Linked DNA regions of Mus musculus: regions 1 and 3 are each linked to region 2. The links are chromatin contacts, called in public HiChIP or PLAC-seq maps. All regions are on one chromosome and are shown on one strand. Each heading gives the region's core, a stretch centred on a gene start, on an enhancer-like site or on the middle of the called end of the contact. The rest is flanking DNA. Distances are from core to core; before and after follow the strand shown.

The links. HiChIP or PLAC-seq counts read pairs in DNA pulled down with a chosen protein or histone mark.
Region 1: an H3K27ac HiChIP or PLAC-seq map of microglia shows a contact between it and region 2, with 10 times the contacts expected there. The contact joins the enhancer-like site here to the promoter of Fam214b in region 2. A contact is called at or near these places in 16 of 39 promoter capture datasets (the C10 cell line, the HPC-7 cell line, cranial neural crest and 10 more), 3 of 15 datasets of contacts at CTCF or cohesin (the NIH/3T3 cell line, embryonic stem cells and pro-B cells), 38 of 484 Hi-C or Micro-C datasets (B cells, the Ba/F3 cell line, the C2C12 cell line and 14 more), 28 of 115 datasets of contacts at active chromatin or transcription factors (the 230-238 cell line, Th17 cells, bone marrow-derived macrophages and 16 more) and 5 of 9 other capture datasets (adipose tissue, embryonic stem cells, liver and 2 more).
Region 3: a contact with region 2 is called in an H3K4me3 HiChIP or PLAC-seq map of bone marrow-derived macrophages, with 4 times the contacts expected there. The contact joins the enhancer-like site here to the promoter of Fam214b in region 2. A contact is called at or near these places in 13 of 39 promoter capture datasets (the 3T3-L1 cell line, the C10 cell line, cranial neural crest and 6 more), 1 of 484 Hi-C or Micro-C datasets (cortical neurons), 8 of 115 datasets of contacts at active chromatin or transcription factors (astrocytes, bone marrow-derived macrophages, differentiating embryonic stem cells and 1 more) and 2 of 9 other capture datasets (adipose tissue and pancreatic islet).

What each region holds. Positions count from the first base shown.
Region 1 is chr4:43,476,939-43,479,638 of GRCm38.p6, forward strand. No RefSeq gene overlaps it. Among named protein-coding and RNA genes, the nearest start is that of Sit1, 5.4 kb to the right of the region's middle. Within about 2 kb of position 1,398, at least 219 of the 459 cell types and tissues checked have an H3K27ac peak or open chromatin away from gene starts, as enhancers often do. A contact at or near this core is called in B cells, the Ba/F3 cell line, the G1E-ER4 cell line and 22 more, where this site is marked.
Region 2 is chr4:43,038,944-43,041,643 of GRCm38.p6, forward strand. Fam214b (family with sequence similarity 214, member B) reads right to left here and starts at 1,358. Exons shown (of 9, transcript NM_001253353.1): 1 at 1,023-1,358.
Region 3 is chr4:43,348,759-43,351,458 of GRCm38.p6, forward strand. The region is part of intron 15 of Atp8b5 (ATPase, class I, type 8B, member 5); the gene reads left to right. Among named protein-coding and RNA genes, the nearest start is that of Gm46851, 10 kb to the left of the region's middle. Within about 2 kb of position 1,448, at least 18 of the 459 cell types and tissues checked have an H3K27ac peak or open chromatin away from gene starts, as enhancers often do. A contact at or near this core is called in bone marrow-derived macrophages, where this site is marked.

The DNA.
Region 1 (2,700 bases), core at 148-2,647, 440 kb after region 2:
TTCCTGTTCATCTTTGGTCCGAAACCCTTCTCCTCTGCTCCAAAGTTTACATACCTATCATCAGAGATGAGGTCTCAGCGAGAGGGAAAGCTAGGGATGAAGAAGGCTCTGGTGACTTCCCAGAAACATCTGCCCCCTGGCTGACATGATACACCGTGTGTGTGTGTGTGTGTGTGTGTGTGTGTGTGTGTGTGTGTGTGTGCCACACATGCCAAAGAATCCACAAAGAAAGGAACTTGGAACTGTCGGCTTGTACTGGGTCAGGTGAGGTGACTAACCGGAGAGGTGTGGTTATGTTCTTTGGTTTAGGAACTAGAAAGGGAGTTGTCTTAGTTTGCTTGTTAAGTGCTTAGAATTTGTGCCAGAGCGTAAGCCTTAATGATAGAGATGAGAGAAGACAAATAAAAAAAGAGGGAAAAAGCCACACATAGTGGCACACGCCTTTAATCCCAGCACTTGAGAGAAAGAAGCAGGCGGATCTTTTAGTTTTTCTTTTTTTTTTTCGTTTTTTTTTTTTTCGTTTTTGGTTTTTCGAGACAGGGTTTCTCTGTGTAGCTCTGGCTGTCCTGGAACTCACTTTGTAGACCAGGCTGGCCTCGAACTCAGAAATCCGCCTGCCTCTGCCTCCCAAGAGCTGGGATTAAAGGCGTGCGCCACCACGCCCGGCTATGGATCTTTTAGTTTAAGGCCTGACTGGTCTACAAAGCAAGTTCCAGAACAGCCAGAACTATGCAGAGAAACATTGTGTTGAAAAACAATAACAAAATAAAAAAGGAAGAAAAGAAAGAAAGAAAGGAAGAAGAAGAAGGAAAAAGGAAGGAATGAAGGGAGGAAAGAGAGAAAGAAAGGAAAGGGAGGAAGGAAGAGAGAAAGGAAGGAAGGAAAGAGAAAGAAAGAAAGAAAGAAAGAAAGAAAGAAAGAAAGAAAGAAAGAAAGAAAGAGAGAGAGAGAGAGAGAGAGGGAGAGGGAGGGAGAAGGAGGGAGAAGGAGGGAGAAGGAGGGAGAAGGAGAGAGAGGAGAGAGAGAGAGAGGAGAGAGAGAGAGAGAGAGAGAGAGAGGCAGGCAATGAGCGTGGTTCAGTGGTATATCACTGATCAATTGCTTAGCATGAATGAGGTCCCTGGGTTTGGTTAGCACTGAGAGGATAGGGAGGGATAAAGAGAACACATAGAACACAGGCTTCAGAGATTGAAAGAAAAATAAAATTCAGAACACACGCCATTGGGGCTACACATAAAACAACAACAACCAACCAACCAACCAACCAACCAAACAAACAAACAGGAACTCAGTTATAAGCGATGTTTGCCCAACTCCAATAAGGCCCTGGGCTGGAGTCATGGGCAACGCCAAACCAGGGGACTACAATTCCCAGGATGCTATGGGCCAGGCCTCATCACGCCTGCGCAGAGGTGATGGCGCTGCCTCTTTACGTCTGGAGGGGGCACTGGAGCTTACTTAGTTCTGAAGGCTTTGAGTTCGTGCTGAGACCAGTCTGGGGTTCTAAATCAGCTTCCTGAGCCTTAGAGCATTCAGCCCTGGTTCCTGCTAGTGCCAGTGTGCTATTCCGATCAGCTCCTCTTCGAAGCCTAAACTCTCTCACGTCCTTCGGGTGCGGACTCTGAACCAGTTTCAGAAGCACAGCCCCACTCAAAAGCCCACATCCCGATGCTGTGGTTCCCTCCTTCCGGTGTCTGCCCCCAAACCATCCTTCCTCCCTCCCACACAATTGCCTGACCTTGATTGCGACCTAGGTGTCCCTTAGAGAGATCCAAGTTGGCATCCTCAACGGTACAGAGACCAGAAGCACCCCAGTACCATCCTTCTCACGGAAGGTTCCCTACTCTCTGGATGTCTTTGGGACTTTGCAAATGGAAAGGAGAAAAGTGTAGAAATGAAAACCTCTGCTTCCTCTTTCTTTTTCTGTTTGTTTTTGTTTTTTTGAGACATGGTTTCTCTGTATAGCCCTGGCTGTCCTGGAACTCACTTTGTAGACCAGGCAGGCCTAGAACTCAGAAATCCACCTGCCTCTGCCTTCCGAGTGCTGGGATTGCTGGGATTAAAGGCGTGCGCCACCATGCCCGGCTTGCTTTCTCTTTCTTATGTCCTTCAAACACCAAAAAGGTTGGTGGCGCTGGAGCTCAGGCTGAAGGCGATTTCTTCCCCCCTCCCCCCTCCGTTCTGCTATGGGATGCTGGAGCTAAGAAGGAGTTGGACTTTTTTCCAGAGTGGGGTGGATCACAGATGGGCTACAGAAAAGTTGGAGGATTGGTGCAAGGATTGGTTAAACAGAGCAGTGTGTTGCCACCGGGAGAGTTGGCGAAAGCTTGAACAGTATAGAACTGGGCTATATTCTGTGATGGGACCACAAAGATGGGTGTATAGTGGATGCCACTTTGTTTTAAAACCGAAATATTTCTAATCCATCACCTTGTCCCCATGCCTACTGAGACATTGTTCGATGTTTCTGACATCTTTGTAAGGGCCCTTCCGAGCTCCATCCTACAGGCCTCCAGCCCACACGGCGACCACTGGAGCTTATTCCTTGCTTCACTCCGTTTTTCACTCTTTTCCACCTCGCCAGAAGCAGGAAATCCAAGCTCCTTGGCACGACTGGCTTCTGTCAGGCCACCGGACTCATCTTGCTCCTTTCCTTTCTATCGCCTTTATCGCGGGGGTGGGGGGTAGGGGGGCAGCAAC
Region 2 (2,700 bases), core at 108-2,607:
GTGGGTGAGATGGCTAGAAAGCGGAGAACGCCAGTAGTAGCAGTGTCGTGAGAGTATGACCTGTTCTCCTTTCTTCCCCTCCTAGTCTCCACCCAAGCTTTAAAGTTCAAGAAGGGCGTTTTCCTGAGCACCCCAATTTCCAGGTCATCTCAGTTGCCCTCCTGAGCCCTTGCCTCGAGGAAGCCAGGTGATGACATGATGCCCTACTTGACCCCAGCATGCTGGCATCTGCTCATTAATCCAGAGTCCTATTAGTTCCCTCCCTGCCCAGAGACGCTCGAAGACTCACTCCTCTGCCACCCAGCTTCAAGCTGACTCATGGGGTAGGACTGCCGGGAGAAGGGACAAGCCAGTATAAGCCAAACCTCGCCCTCCATGCTGGGGATGGGCAGCAGCTGGCATTAAACAGCTGTGCCAGACTGTGGCTGCCAAGGACTACAGCTCCCAACATGCCGAGAGCAAGGCCAGCAAAAACAACAAGTCCCAGAATACCATGAGGTCTGTACCCTCAGATACTTGTTAGACCTGGGAGGTGGGAGAGGTTGTGGTACAAGAAGAACACCTAGGCTCATTCTATCCTTCCCTTCACTCTCAAGACACCCATTTTTACCCTAAGGAAGGTTAGGGTAAGAATTCCTACCCATGTGTTTTCCACTCTTATCCTGGGCAGAGTCCTGCTGCTCACTGCTGTACATTTTGTCCTCACACAAGTCTACACACGCTAGGGTGACTGTTCCCAAGACCACTGTTCTGAGTAGAAAGGTTAATCTCTGCTTTCACACTCGCTCTCACTCTGGCCTAGAGCCCTTCACCTTTAATAGAGAGGGAGCAGACCTCAGAAACCCCTCCAAACTCAGACGGGGAGACTCACCTTGACTCCTGGACTCCTTGTTCTGGACGATTCCTCCCACCCCCTGCTTAGCCTCCCAGGTCGGTTCTCATCCCTTCTTCACAGTCTGGGACAGGCCCCATACCCTGCAGAGGTTTTGGAGATCTGATCCTTCCACCTAGTACACACTCACCCCGCTCCCAAATTGGCTCCGCCGCGGTGGCCGCTGCTCCGGGCCCTTCCGTCCCGGTCCCGTCCCCGTCCCGGTCCCTCCCCTCGGATAACCAGTCCCCCCTACTACGGGCCCCCAACCCAGACAAAGGGTGGCTTAGGCTGAGAGCCTTGCTCTGCTTGGCCCTTCCCTGATCAGCTTCGTGTGCAACACTAGCGGGCTCTGGCGTCCGCAGCCCCTCTAGCTGCTGTTGCACCCCTCCCTGCGACGGTCCCTCCCCGGGGCCGCCCCGGCTCCGCGCCGCAGACTCAGCTGCCCCTCTGACTCACAGGCCATTTCCTACCAGCTGATGGGGCCGCCCGCCCCGCCCAGCGCCCAGCCACCCCCAGCACTGCGACCACGGCTGCCACGCCCCCCTCAGACCACACCCTCTATGGGCAACAACTATGTTCATTGGCCCAGTGGAGGCCAGCCTCTCAGCAACCTCAAGCGTGAGTCACGCCCTCTTCAAGGAGCGCACGCCTATTGGTCCACATAAGGGCAGGCCTACCCAATGTCGCTCCGCCCACCTCCTTAACCCTTTTTCTGTCCAAGTCCTAAGCAATTCTCTGCCCTGTCATTTAACCCCATTCAGACTTCATTCTCTCAGGGCTCAACAAACCTTTCTCCTCCACACTTCCTGTTCTGAAGTAAATTAATATGAAGCTCCAGTGTGTTCACAGATAAATCTCAACAATCTCCAAGTCACACCAAACCCAACCCTACATATCCCCAAGCCCATTCGCCCCCACATCCCGAAACAGCTCCAGGTAAAAGGGTTGCTATCGAGTAAGCTTTCTACAAGAGCAGGAAAAAAAGACCTACTACAGTCGTACCTTATTTCTATCCATACTGAAAGATGGCATCCTCTCCCACCCCCTTTTTGTCTTTGTTAGAGACCCCAGGAGGCTGACATTTCAGGGACTCTCAAAACCCTTCCGAGACCAGGCTTTGGAGCACTCTTTGCTGACAGGCCTCTGCTCCGAGGAAACAGAGCATCCTAAGAAGTGAGTTAGAAGGCCTTCTGCCCAAAGTCAGATGGAGACCAAGTTCGTCTTCATGACTCACAGCTCCCTCGAAACTCACCAAGCTCCCCCTGAGTCACAGGGCCCCGGGCCCAGCCCAGAGCCAGCCAAATTAAGCAGCATTATAGTCAGCATCCCTAACCTTTGTCCTTAGCTCTGTAAATAACCAGGACGGAATTTTTGCGAGGACTGGGCATTCACAGACACTTTTTACAGGGAGTGCTCTCGAGATAACCTGAGAAAATGGATAGCCTTGTCTACTTTGTCTTCTGAACTTATCAGCAAGTCAGACAGGTTGTCACCAACTCAGGCCTTTTCTCCCTGTCGGTCACAGAAACAGGGAACAAACAGCAGAACCAAAGGAAGTAGAAGCCAATGCTTTGCCTATGCTATGAGTCCCCAGGACCATTAGTTTATTACTGGACTGTAAAAAGAGGGCCCCCCCTACTTCCTCTCTGGGTTTTACAATTAATACAAGTACACAACAGACCTCTAGTATGCTTTCTCCTTACCTCTACTGAGTAGGAGGAACTCCCTAAAAAAGACCCCAGCTCCCTAAGATTGAATTCCCTGCTACGAAGGAGCAGAATTTTTTTGGTTTTCGAGACAGGGTTTCTCTGAGTAGCCCTGGCTGT
Region 3 (2,700 bases), core at 198-2,697, 310 kb after region 2:
ATTCTCCTGCCTTAGGCTCCTGTTACTGGTATTTGGGACTTGTACCACCACACCTGGCATATTACTTTTAATTAATGTATTTTAACTAATACATGAAGACAAAATTAGACATTTGTAGAATACAGTATAATGTTCTGGTTTTGTTTGGTTGGGTTTTGTTTGTTTTTGTTGTCCTTTTGAGACGGGGATTCTATGTGTAACAACCCTGGCTGACCTGGAACTCATTTTGTAGACCAGGCTTGCCTCAAACTCACTGAGATCCACCTGTCATTGCCTCCTGAGTGTGGGATTAAAGGTGTGCACTACCATGCCTTGCATAATGTCTTCACATATGTAGACATTGTGTAAGGTTCAAGTCAGGGTAAATATACCTCCTCACCAGTTATCCTTTCTTTATGTTAAGAATATTCAGAATACTCACAGGGTGGGTGGGGAGAGCTAGCCCCACTCCTCACTTGCTGCCGCACTTAGGAATGGGATGGGAGGGTTAGAGTGGGAACACCCATACCTCACCTGGGCAGCATAGTAGAACTGGCTCTGGTGGTGTGGGAGAGCTGGCCTCCGGGTGTGAGAGCGGGAAAGCTGGCCCCAGTACTGGAGAGATGGCTTCACCCCTCACTTGGGCAAAGTGCAAGAGCTGGCCCGAGTGGTATGGGTGTGGGCCAGCTGGCAAGCTGACCAACTCAGCTACCACCCATGCCCAGGGCTTTGAGTTGGCCCACCAGCAGTTTATAGATCTACCCCATCTATAAACTGCTGGACCATGAAGGAGCTGGTCCTGCAGAGCCAAAGCGGCAGGATCTCCATGGCACAGGGCAACAACAGGATATCCAAAAGGAGTCCTGGTGAGAATCCAGCTTTGATAGTGTAGCAGAAGCCAGACACCTTGAATAGACTAATGACTCACTGCAGTGAACATTTGCAAGTAAAGATGTGTGGGACACACTGTGACACACTGGAGCTTCTGTGGCAAGATGGTTTTTGTTTGGTTAGTTTTTTGGTGTGTTTTTTGTTTGTTTGTTTGGTTGGTTGGGGTTTTTTGGGGGGCAGGGTAGAGAAGAGTGGGTGATGCAAGGGCAGAGGGTAGATATGAAGACATGGAAAGATGAATAGGGTTGGGATAGATAATATAAAATTTGTTGGGTTTGGGAGTCGCCACACAAACCATACAAACAGCAATATAAGTTAAGCAAGAATAGTTTATTGAATACACACCATAATACTGAATGTTCAGGACTGAAAAAAAAAGTCTCAGAAGCCAAATTTCGGTAACTAGTCTGATCTCAGGGTAGGCTTTTTATAGGATAACCAGGTCCAAAAGGTTAAAGGGCAAGGAGAGGAGCAGATGGCTTACTAGGTAAGTATTATCAGCTAACCTTTGAGCCGAGTGGTCCTGAGTAAGGAAGTGGGGAGTGTCAGAACATAAGCATAATTTTTTTGGTTCTTCAGTGTCAGCCACAAAACCCACAGTGAGCTCATTCATACGGAGGTACAGGAAGGGCTGCCAGTGGTCAGCTCTGACTCAAGATATTTTTTAGTCTTAACAATTCATACTGACCTTTGACTTGATGGGTCTTACATAAAAGCTTTGTGAAACGTCTGAAGATTGGCAAACCTCACGCAGAACATACAGAACAAAACAGAGTGTTTGATCGGCATGTCCTTGAGCCAAGTCACGTCTCTGTGTCAATGACTGGCAGGCATGGTACTGCAACAATGTGAACTAGCTGTCAGGCATGGAACAAAATGGTTACAGCTATTTTGGGGGGGGAGGGTTTAGACCATAACAAAATTCACAAAAATATTGAGAATGCCTTTTTCCGGCTCTTTGAGATGGACAGCACAAGTTGTTCTCACTGATGAGCCTTGCTCCTTCCCTGACCCTGCAGCTTAGTACTCTCGGCTCCCGTACAGTCTCTCATCATTTAACTCCACGCTGTGGTTATCAGTTAGGTGGAATTCTGTGTACTCTTCTTTCCCCTCTCATCTCCTATTGAACACTTACCTTTTAGGTCTATTCACGGAGTTATAAAATGTATGTGCACACAGAGGTCAGGGGACAACCCCCAGGAACTGGTTTTTTCCTTTTGCCATGGGTCCCCAGGATCAAACTCATGTTGATGAGCAATCTTTTTGGCTCAGTTTTTAGTGCCTTTAAATGTTTTTACTCTGGGGGCTGAAGATATGGCTTGGCAGTTCAGAGCATTCGCTGCTCTTACAGAGGAGCTGGGTTCAGGTCACGGCACCCACATGGTGGTTTACAACTATCTACAACTCCAGTTCCAGGGTTTTTGACACTCTTCTAACCTCTGCAGACACCAGCTATACATGTGGTCCACTTCCATACATGCAAGCAAAACACTCAAACACATAAAATAAAATGAATCTAGATGGTTTTACCATGTAGAGTTTTGAATTTATTTTCAAATTTATTGGCCTTTTCCCTTTGTGGGCATACTATATACTTCTAATCCATATAGTTATAAAGTTATCTATCTCTAGCTGGCTTGTTTTATTGTTTTTCCCAGTGTTGGAACTCAGTTCTTATGAATGGGTTTGATTTTAAACCTCTCTTCTTAGAATCTCCATCCCTGCCTTGAGGGTATCCCTCGTCCTATCACTGTCTGCTAGACCCAACCCTGAGCCCTTAACCACCTGACTTGAGTACAGCTAACTTACCTACCAGCTGCCATCTTATTC